2 separate regions of the Macaca mulatta genome follow, and region 1 is linked to region 2. Evidence: chromatin contacts called from public Hi-C data. All regions are on one chromosome and are shown on one strand. Each heading gives the region's core, a stretch centred on a gene start, on an enhancer-like site or on the middle of the called end of the contact. The rest is flanking DNA. Distances are from core to core; before and after follow the strand shown. Region 1 holds the start of PLOD1 (procollagen-lysine,2-oxoglutarate 5-dioxygenase 1). Region 2 holds the start of MFN2 (mitofusin 2).

Region 1 (3,682 bases), core at 889-3,388, 48 kb after region 2:
AAAAAAAAAAGAAAGAAATGGTGGTTCCTGGCTGGGTGCAGTGGCTCCCGCCTGTAATCCCAGCACTTTGGGAAGCCGAGGCAGGAGGATCACGTGAGGTCAGGAGTTTGAAACCAGCCTGGCCAACATGGTAAAACCTCGTCTCTTCTAAAAATACAAAAATTAGCTGGGCATGATGGTGCAGGCGTGTAATCCCAAACTAGTCTGGAGGCTGACACACGATAATTGCTTGAACCCAGGAGGCAGAGGTTGCAGTGAGCCGAGGTCACACCACTGTACTCTAGCCTGGGAGACACAGCAAAACTCTGTCTCAAAAAACAAAAAAAAACCAACAACAACAAAAAAAGAAAGAAATGGTGGTTCCCATCCCTGACCCAAAGACCCAAGGGTCCCAGAACCCAGGATCCTTCTAGTGGTACAGTTTCAGGTTCTCCAAGAGGGTAGGCTGAAGGAGGAGAACGCCACGGAAGCTACCGTCAGTTCTGCTTGGCTTTGCTGGGACTGTCTGCAGTCTATGCCCTTCTCGGGACAGCCCTGCAGAGGGCCCATGCCAGGGAGGGCTGGGGAGGAGGGAAGCACCCACTCAGGACAGTGGGACACACACTGCAATCCAATCGGCCTTGAGGAAGTAGAAGGAGTGCTAGACTGGTGCCCAGCTGACCTCGGACCAGCCACCTCTGTCTGGACCACCCTGGACAGTCACTTCATCTGTCTGGGCCTCAGTTTCCTCAAGTATAAACTGCAGAGAGGGCCAGGCGCGGTGACTCACACCTGTAATCCCAGCACTTTGGGAGACCAAGGTGGGCAGATCACCTGAGGTCAAGAGTTCAAGACCAGCCTGGTCAACATGGTGAAACCCCATCTCTACTAAAAATACAAAAATTAGCCGGCATGGTGGCACATGTCTGTGATCCCAGCTACCTGGGAGGCTGAGGTACAGGAATTGCTTGAACCGGCTGGGTGTGATGGCTCACGCCTGTAATCCAAAGACTTTGGGAGGCCAAGGCAGGCGGATCACGAGGTCAGAAGTTCAAGATCAGCCTGGCCAGCATGGTGAAACTCCATTTCAACTAAAAATACAAAAATTAGCTAGGCATGGTGGCGTGTGCCTGTAATCCCAGCTACTTGGGAGGCTGAGGCAGGGGAAACACTTGAACCCGAGAGGTAGAGGTTGCAGTGAGCTGAGATTGCACCACTGCACTCCAGCCTGGGCGACAGAGCAAGACTCCATCTCAAAAAAAAAAAAAAAAAATCGCCTCTACCTGGGAGGCAGAGGTTGCAGTAAGGCGAGATCACACACTGCATTCCAGCCTGGGCGACAGAGCAAGACTCCGTCTCAAAAATAAATAAATTAATTAAATAAAATAAAAAAATAAACTGCAGAGAGGAAGACCACCCTGGCAGGGGCTCAGCAGACCACAGGGGACATGGGTGAAAGCACAAACTGCTCCACAAAGTGAGCCACACCTTCTACCCCCATCCCTCCCCTGTCCCCCTCAAGACCCCTCACTCCCATGGTCATGAGGCCTCCTGGCTCTGGAACCAGACACCTGGGTGGGTGGGGTAAATCCTGGTTCCAAGGCCCACAAGTTGTATGATCTTGGGCAAGTGAATGAACTCTGGAGCCTCAGTTTGCCCAGCTGGAAAACGGGGATAATAGAAGGAAACACTTACCAGGGTAGCAATCATGCCTAACTGATGCCTTGCCCATAGTGAGCACTCCGCAGAATAGCCATTGCCGGTTATTATTATGAGAACTATTATTATTTGAGCCTTTCTGTGCTGAATGGAACTCAGCTGTCACCCTTTCTTTCCCGAAGGAGGAACCGCAGCCCCAAGAGGGGAAGTGATTTGTTCAAGTCACCAGGGAGTAAGTGGACGAGGAACCGGAACCCAGACTCCCTCTCCAGCCCAGGCCTCCCATTCAGGTCGTTCCCAGGGAGGCAGCCCGGGACCAGACCTCCCGCCCGGATCCGCGCTCCCGCCCCCGGCCTTCGCTCCCTCACCCTCCGGCTTGGCGTCGCCCTTCGCTTCAGCCAGCAGCAGCCAGCCCAGCGGGGCCAGGAGCAGCAGGGGCCGCATGGCCGAGGTATGAGGATGATCGGCCGACCCCGGCGGCGCTCGCAGGGCTGGAAACTTTGCGACGGGGCCGCAGGTCCCGCTGCCACGCACTGGGCCCGCCCCGGGGGCGGCAACGCCCCGCCCCTCCACGCCCTCCCCACCGCCTTCCCCGGGGGGAGGGTTTTTCTGCAGATGTGCCCAAGCCCTGGCCTCTCCCTGTCGGGGCAGCTCCCACCGCCTGTCTGTGCAGCTCCCGGGACTTCTGCCAGGCCCTGCCTCCTCCTTCCCTTCTCTGGGGGGTTCACTCCGACTAGGAAGAGGGCGGTGAGAGGAGGGCGAGGCCACGATTTCTAGACCCCAGGTTCTGGGCCGACGCTCCATGGCATCGATAACCGTGAGCCCCTGTTTGCTCGCCTGAAAAGTGGGGCTTATGATAGCGTCTGTTCATTGGGTCCTGCACGGGTTAATGGCGATACCTGTAGCGCACTTAGAGCAACCCCAGGTCAAGCTCCAAGGAAGTCAGTTTTCATGATTTCATTAGACCTTCCCCAAACCCAAGAGGTGAGGGTGGGCAGGGATGCGTTCAGAGACACAGACACTCCTACGTGGCCCACCCAGGCACTGGAAATGCAGGAAGCCCGTCTCCATTCTCACCAAAAGGCTATCACTTGATCTACCTTTGTGTCCCTGGGAGGCAAACCTCTGAGCCAAGGAAAGTCTCGCTTCTGAGGTTTTTTTGTTGTTGTTTTGTTTTGTTCCATTTTTTTCAGGCAAAGTTGCGTTCAGTTGCGCAGGCTGGAGTGCAGTGGCATGATCACCACTCACTGCAGCCTCAACCTCCCGGGCTCAAGTGATCTTCCCATCTCAGCCTCCCGAGTAGATGGGATCACAGGCCTGAGCCACCATCCCTGGCTAATTTTTCTACTTTTTTTTTTTTTTTTTTTTTTTTTGAGACGGAGTTTCACTCTTGTTAGCCCAGGCTGGAGTGCAATGGCGAGATCTCCGCTCACTGCAACCTTTGCCTCCCGGGTTCAAGCGATTCTCCTGCTTCAGCCTCCCGAGTAGCTGGGATTACAGGCATGAGCCACCATGCCCAGCTAATTTTGTATTTTTAGTAGAGGCGGGGTTTCTCTATGTTGATCAGACTGGTCTTGAACTCCCGACCTCAGGTGATCTGCCTGCCTTGACCTCCCAAAGTGCTGGGATTACAGGCATAAACCACTGCACCTGGCCAATTATTCTACTTTTTGTAGAGACAAGGGTCTCCCTATGTTACCCAGGCTGGTCTCGAACTCCTGGACTCAAGGGATCTTCCTGCCTCCCAAAGTGCTGGGTTACAGGCTGAGCCACCACACCCTACAGAGATTAATTGTTAAATGAATAAACGAATCAGTGAAAGTTTTTAGGGCCTCTTCACAGATGCCCAAAGCCCAACAAACAACTCAATAGTCTCTAGAGTAAGGGCTTCTGGACCAGATGTCAGACAGGGGCCGCCACCTCTGAACAAAAATCCTTCCTTCCTTGGAAGAAACCTCAGACAGAGGCCAGGCACGGTGGCTCACGCCTGTAATCCCAGCACTTTGGGAGGCCAAAGCGAGTGGATCACAAGGTCAGGAGTTCA
Region 2 (3,643 bases), core at 238-2,737:
CCCCCCAAAAAAAACACTGGTGTACAAAACATGTCTAATCAGGTTTCAAGCCAAACAAACTCATCCCTGAGGGAAGCTTACTCATTGAGGTATTGTGGAGTTGCACCGGCATGTGAGGAAGTGCCCTGGGGAAAAAAACGCAGAGGTGTGGGACCAATCCTGGCTATGCACAAACATGTGTTCTGCCATGTGCGGGTTTGAGGCACCAGGGAGGTCCCTGCAGGAGCCCTGAGAAAGGTACATCTAGAGAGGGGAGAGGAGGACAGAGCAAAACCAGGAAAAAAACTGGGCTTGAGGATTGTGGAACAGCTGATTACTGAGCAACAGAAGAACTGACTGAAAGCCAATGTATTCAGCTACTGTGAAGTATCTCACTTAATTATCAATTCTATGGGGCAAACAGAGGGCTGGAATACTTGAAGATTTATAGACTGTTAGTCGATTGTCTAAGCTGGGATTTGAAATATTAGCTCCCTTTGACTCCAAAGCTCCTGGAGTGCAGTGGTGCGATCTCAGCTCAACCTCCGCTTCCCGGGTTCAAGCGATTCTCCTGCCTCAGCCTCCTGAGTAACTGGGATTACAGGCGTGTGCCAGCAAGCCTGGCTAATTTTTGTTTTTGGCACAGACGGGGTTTCACCATGTTGACCAGGCTGGTCTCGAACTCCTGACCTCAGGTGATCCACCCGCCTCCGCCTTCCAAAGTGCTGGGATTACAGGTGTGATCCACTGCGACCGGCCTCCTTCCTTGTTTAACTACATTGAGCTGCCTTCCTCCCCCAAGCCCTAAACCTTGGGACACCAGAGGCGGATAACCAGAGCCTTTTTCTGGGTAGAAGAGAGAGAGATGATTGAGAATTTAAAGAAAGAGGGCAATGAAGGAGTACGAGAGGGGGTAACGGGCAGTTCTGCCTTCGTGCGTCTAAACAGCTATTTATTCAACATTTTCTGTGTGCCTTCTGTATGTGTGTCAGGCGCCACGTTAGGAATGGATAAGAAATAGTCCTGCCCTCCAGGGCCTTAGAGTCCGGTGAGAAGTCATACAAGTAAACAGGGTTGAACGAGAGGGTAGTAAGTGTTCAAAGTGGGGAGGGCAGGGCGCTCCCGCGGTGAACGTGGACACCTATCAGGTGCTGAGTAAATGCTGGCAAAATGAAGACTGGATGAAAAACAGAAAAGCGGCAGGGGTAGAACGTTGCCGTGAAGGGTGGAAAGGCGGGGACAATGAGAAGCTACAGGACAGCCCACCTCCCAGTCCCAGGTCCCGTGGCCCGCCCCCTCCTCTCAGGGCCTGCGGCGAGGCCTGAGAGTGGGGATCCTCGCTTGACTGCATCTCAGACCCCCGTGGCCCCAGAATCCCGTCGGCCTACGCCGAGCTGCTCAGGACTTGCCCGGCCGGGCCGGGCCAGTCCCCGCCACCCCGGCTTGCTCGCCCTCTCACCTTCACCTTCCCGGCCTCGCGGTGGCCATCACACTCACTACGTCACCAACAAGCGCCACCGCGGGGGGAGCCGAGAGGAGGGAAAGGGACGCGCGCGTCACCAGTCGCCTCAGGATTGCCCCTCGACCCGGATGAGCTGGTGGACCCTGAGCCCAGCTGGCTCGCCCCGCCTACTCCTTACGCCTCTGCGGCCCCGCGACTGGACACTTCGAGCGGCGCCTCAGCGCGCGACGCCTCCGCCGGCGCGTCCCAAGCCGATGACGCAGCGGCTCGGACTCCCGCTGCATTGTGGGGGCTGTAGTTCCGGTGGGCGTCGGCGGGAGCTGGGGGGCGGGGCAGAGTGGGGCGGAGCCTCAAGCTGTCAAGGGGCTTTGAAAAACCAAGGGCATGGAGTAGAGGTTCCCGCTCTTTCGCGGGTTGTCCTAGAGCCTGACCCTGGGGCCTCTGCCAGCTCTGGAATCCAGATTTGCATTCTGTAATCTTAGAGGAGTGCTCTCTGGAGGGCCAGGCCTAGGGTGAAGTGACTCATCGGGCAGACAGAAGCGAGCCTGGACGTGCTGCCTGCCCTTCAGTCGCCTTTGAGCAAAGAACAGCAGCAACAAGGGCGAATCAATGCTAGTGACTGAACTGCGTCTCTAACATCCGCCGCTGTGTTTAATCTCCACAGCAGTCCCAAGAGACGGAGAGGGGAGGGTACCCAAGCTCACATGGTTACCCAGATCACTGGGCCCCAGTGATGTGCCAGACACTAGGAAACCGCAGCAAACAGGTCCCCTGCAGGACTTGGCCTCCGCAGGGAAGGCTCCAAGCCTGAGCGCGCCAGAACAGTAGCCACTAGCCACATGTGGCTCTCAAGTCCTGAGCCAGTGCAAACGGAGATGCGCTAAAAGACTTAGGACAAAAAAGACTGTTAAACTATCTCACTTTTTAGGAAAAAAAATATCGACTGCACGCGGTGGCTCATGCCTATAATTCCAGAATTTTGGGAGGGCGAGGCAGGTGGATCTCTTGAGGTCGGGAGTTCAAGACCAGCCTGGCCAACACGGTGAAACCCCGTCTGTACTAAAAATACAAAAATTAGCCAGGTGTGATGGTGCACTCAGGAGGAAGAAGCAGAATGGCTTGAACACGGGGGCAGAGGTTGCAGTGAGCCGAGATCGTGCCACTGCACTCCAGCCTGGGCAACAGAGACTCCGTCTCAAAAAAAGAAAAAATGTATATTTTTGAGCCAGAGTCTCACTCTGTCACTCAGGCTGTAGTGCAGTGGTGCAATCACGGCTCACTGCAGCCTCGAACTCCTGGGCTCAAGTAATCCTCCCACCTCACTCAGCCTCCTGAGTAGCTGGGAGCACAGATGCTGCAGCCATGCCTAATATTTATTTTTGGTAGACATGGGTAAGCATTTCACTTTGTTACCCAGGCTGGTCTCCTGGACTCCTGGACTCCTGGAGTCAAGCAATCTCCTGCCTCAGCTTCCCAAAATGCTGGGTTACAGGTACCTGCCACAGTGCAGGGCTATTAGCTCATTAATATTTATATGCTGATTACATGTTGAAGTGATAATATTTTGGATCATTTGGGTTAAATACATTACTAAGATTAATTGCACCTGTTTCTTTTTACTTTTAAAAATGTGGCTACTAGAAAATGTAAAATTGTGGGGAAAAGAGAGATCAGCCTGTTACTGTGTCTATATAGAAAGAAGTAGACATAAGAGATTCCATTTTGTTCTGTATTTGAGATGCTGTTAATCTGATTGTGACCCTACCCCCAACCTTGTCCTTGCAAGAGACATGTGCTATGGTGACTCAAGGTTTAAAGGATTTTGGGCTGTGCAGGGTGTGCTTTGTTAAACAAATGCCTGAAGGCAGCTTGCTGGTTAAAAGTCATCACCATTCTCTTAATCTCAAGTACCCAGGGATACGCACACTGCCAAAGGTCGCAGGGACCTCTGCCTAGGAAAGCTAGGTATTGTCCAAGGTTTCTCCCCATGTGATAGTCTGAAATATGGCCTCGTGGCATGGGAAAGACCTGATCGCCCCCCAGCCTGACACCCGTGAAGGGTCTGTGCTGAGGAGGACTAGTACAAGAGGAAAGAAGGCCTCTTGGCGGTTGTTGGCAGAGAGAAAAGCATCTGTCTCCTGCCCGTCCCTGGGCAATGGAACATCTGGGTATAAAACCCGATTGTATGTTCTCTTAACTGAG

Evidence for each region. A called contact is a pair of places that touch in the nucleus more often than the background predicts.
Region 1: a contact with region 2 is called in a Hi-C map of blood, with 2.3 times the contacts expected there. The contact joins the promoter of PLOD1 here to the promoter of MFN2 in region 2. A contact is called at or near these places in 4 of 14 Hi-C or Micro-C datasets (blood, cortical neurons, fetal cortex germinal zone and 1 more).

Annotation. Positions count from the first base shown.
Region 1 is chr1:228,791,140-228,794,821 of T2T-MMU8v2.0, forward strand. It overlaps PLOD1 (procollagen-lysine,2-oxoglutarate 5-dioxygenase 1), which reads right to left and starts at 2,139. Exons shown (of 19, transcript XR_013407672.1): 1 at 2,007-2,139.
Region 2 is chr1:228,744,235-228,747,877 of T2T-MMU8v2.0, forward strand. It overlaps MFN2 (mitofusin 2), which reads right to left and starts at 1,488. Exons shown (of 20, transcript XR_013407719.1): 1 at 1,439-1,488. The region is part of intron 17 of PLOD1 (procollagen-lysine,2-oxoglutarate 5-dioxygenase 1); the gene reads right to left.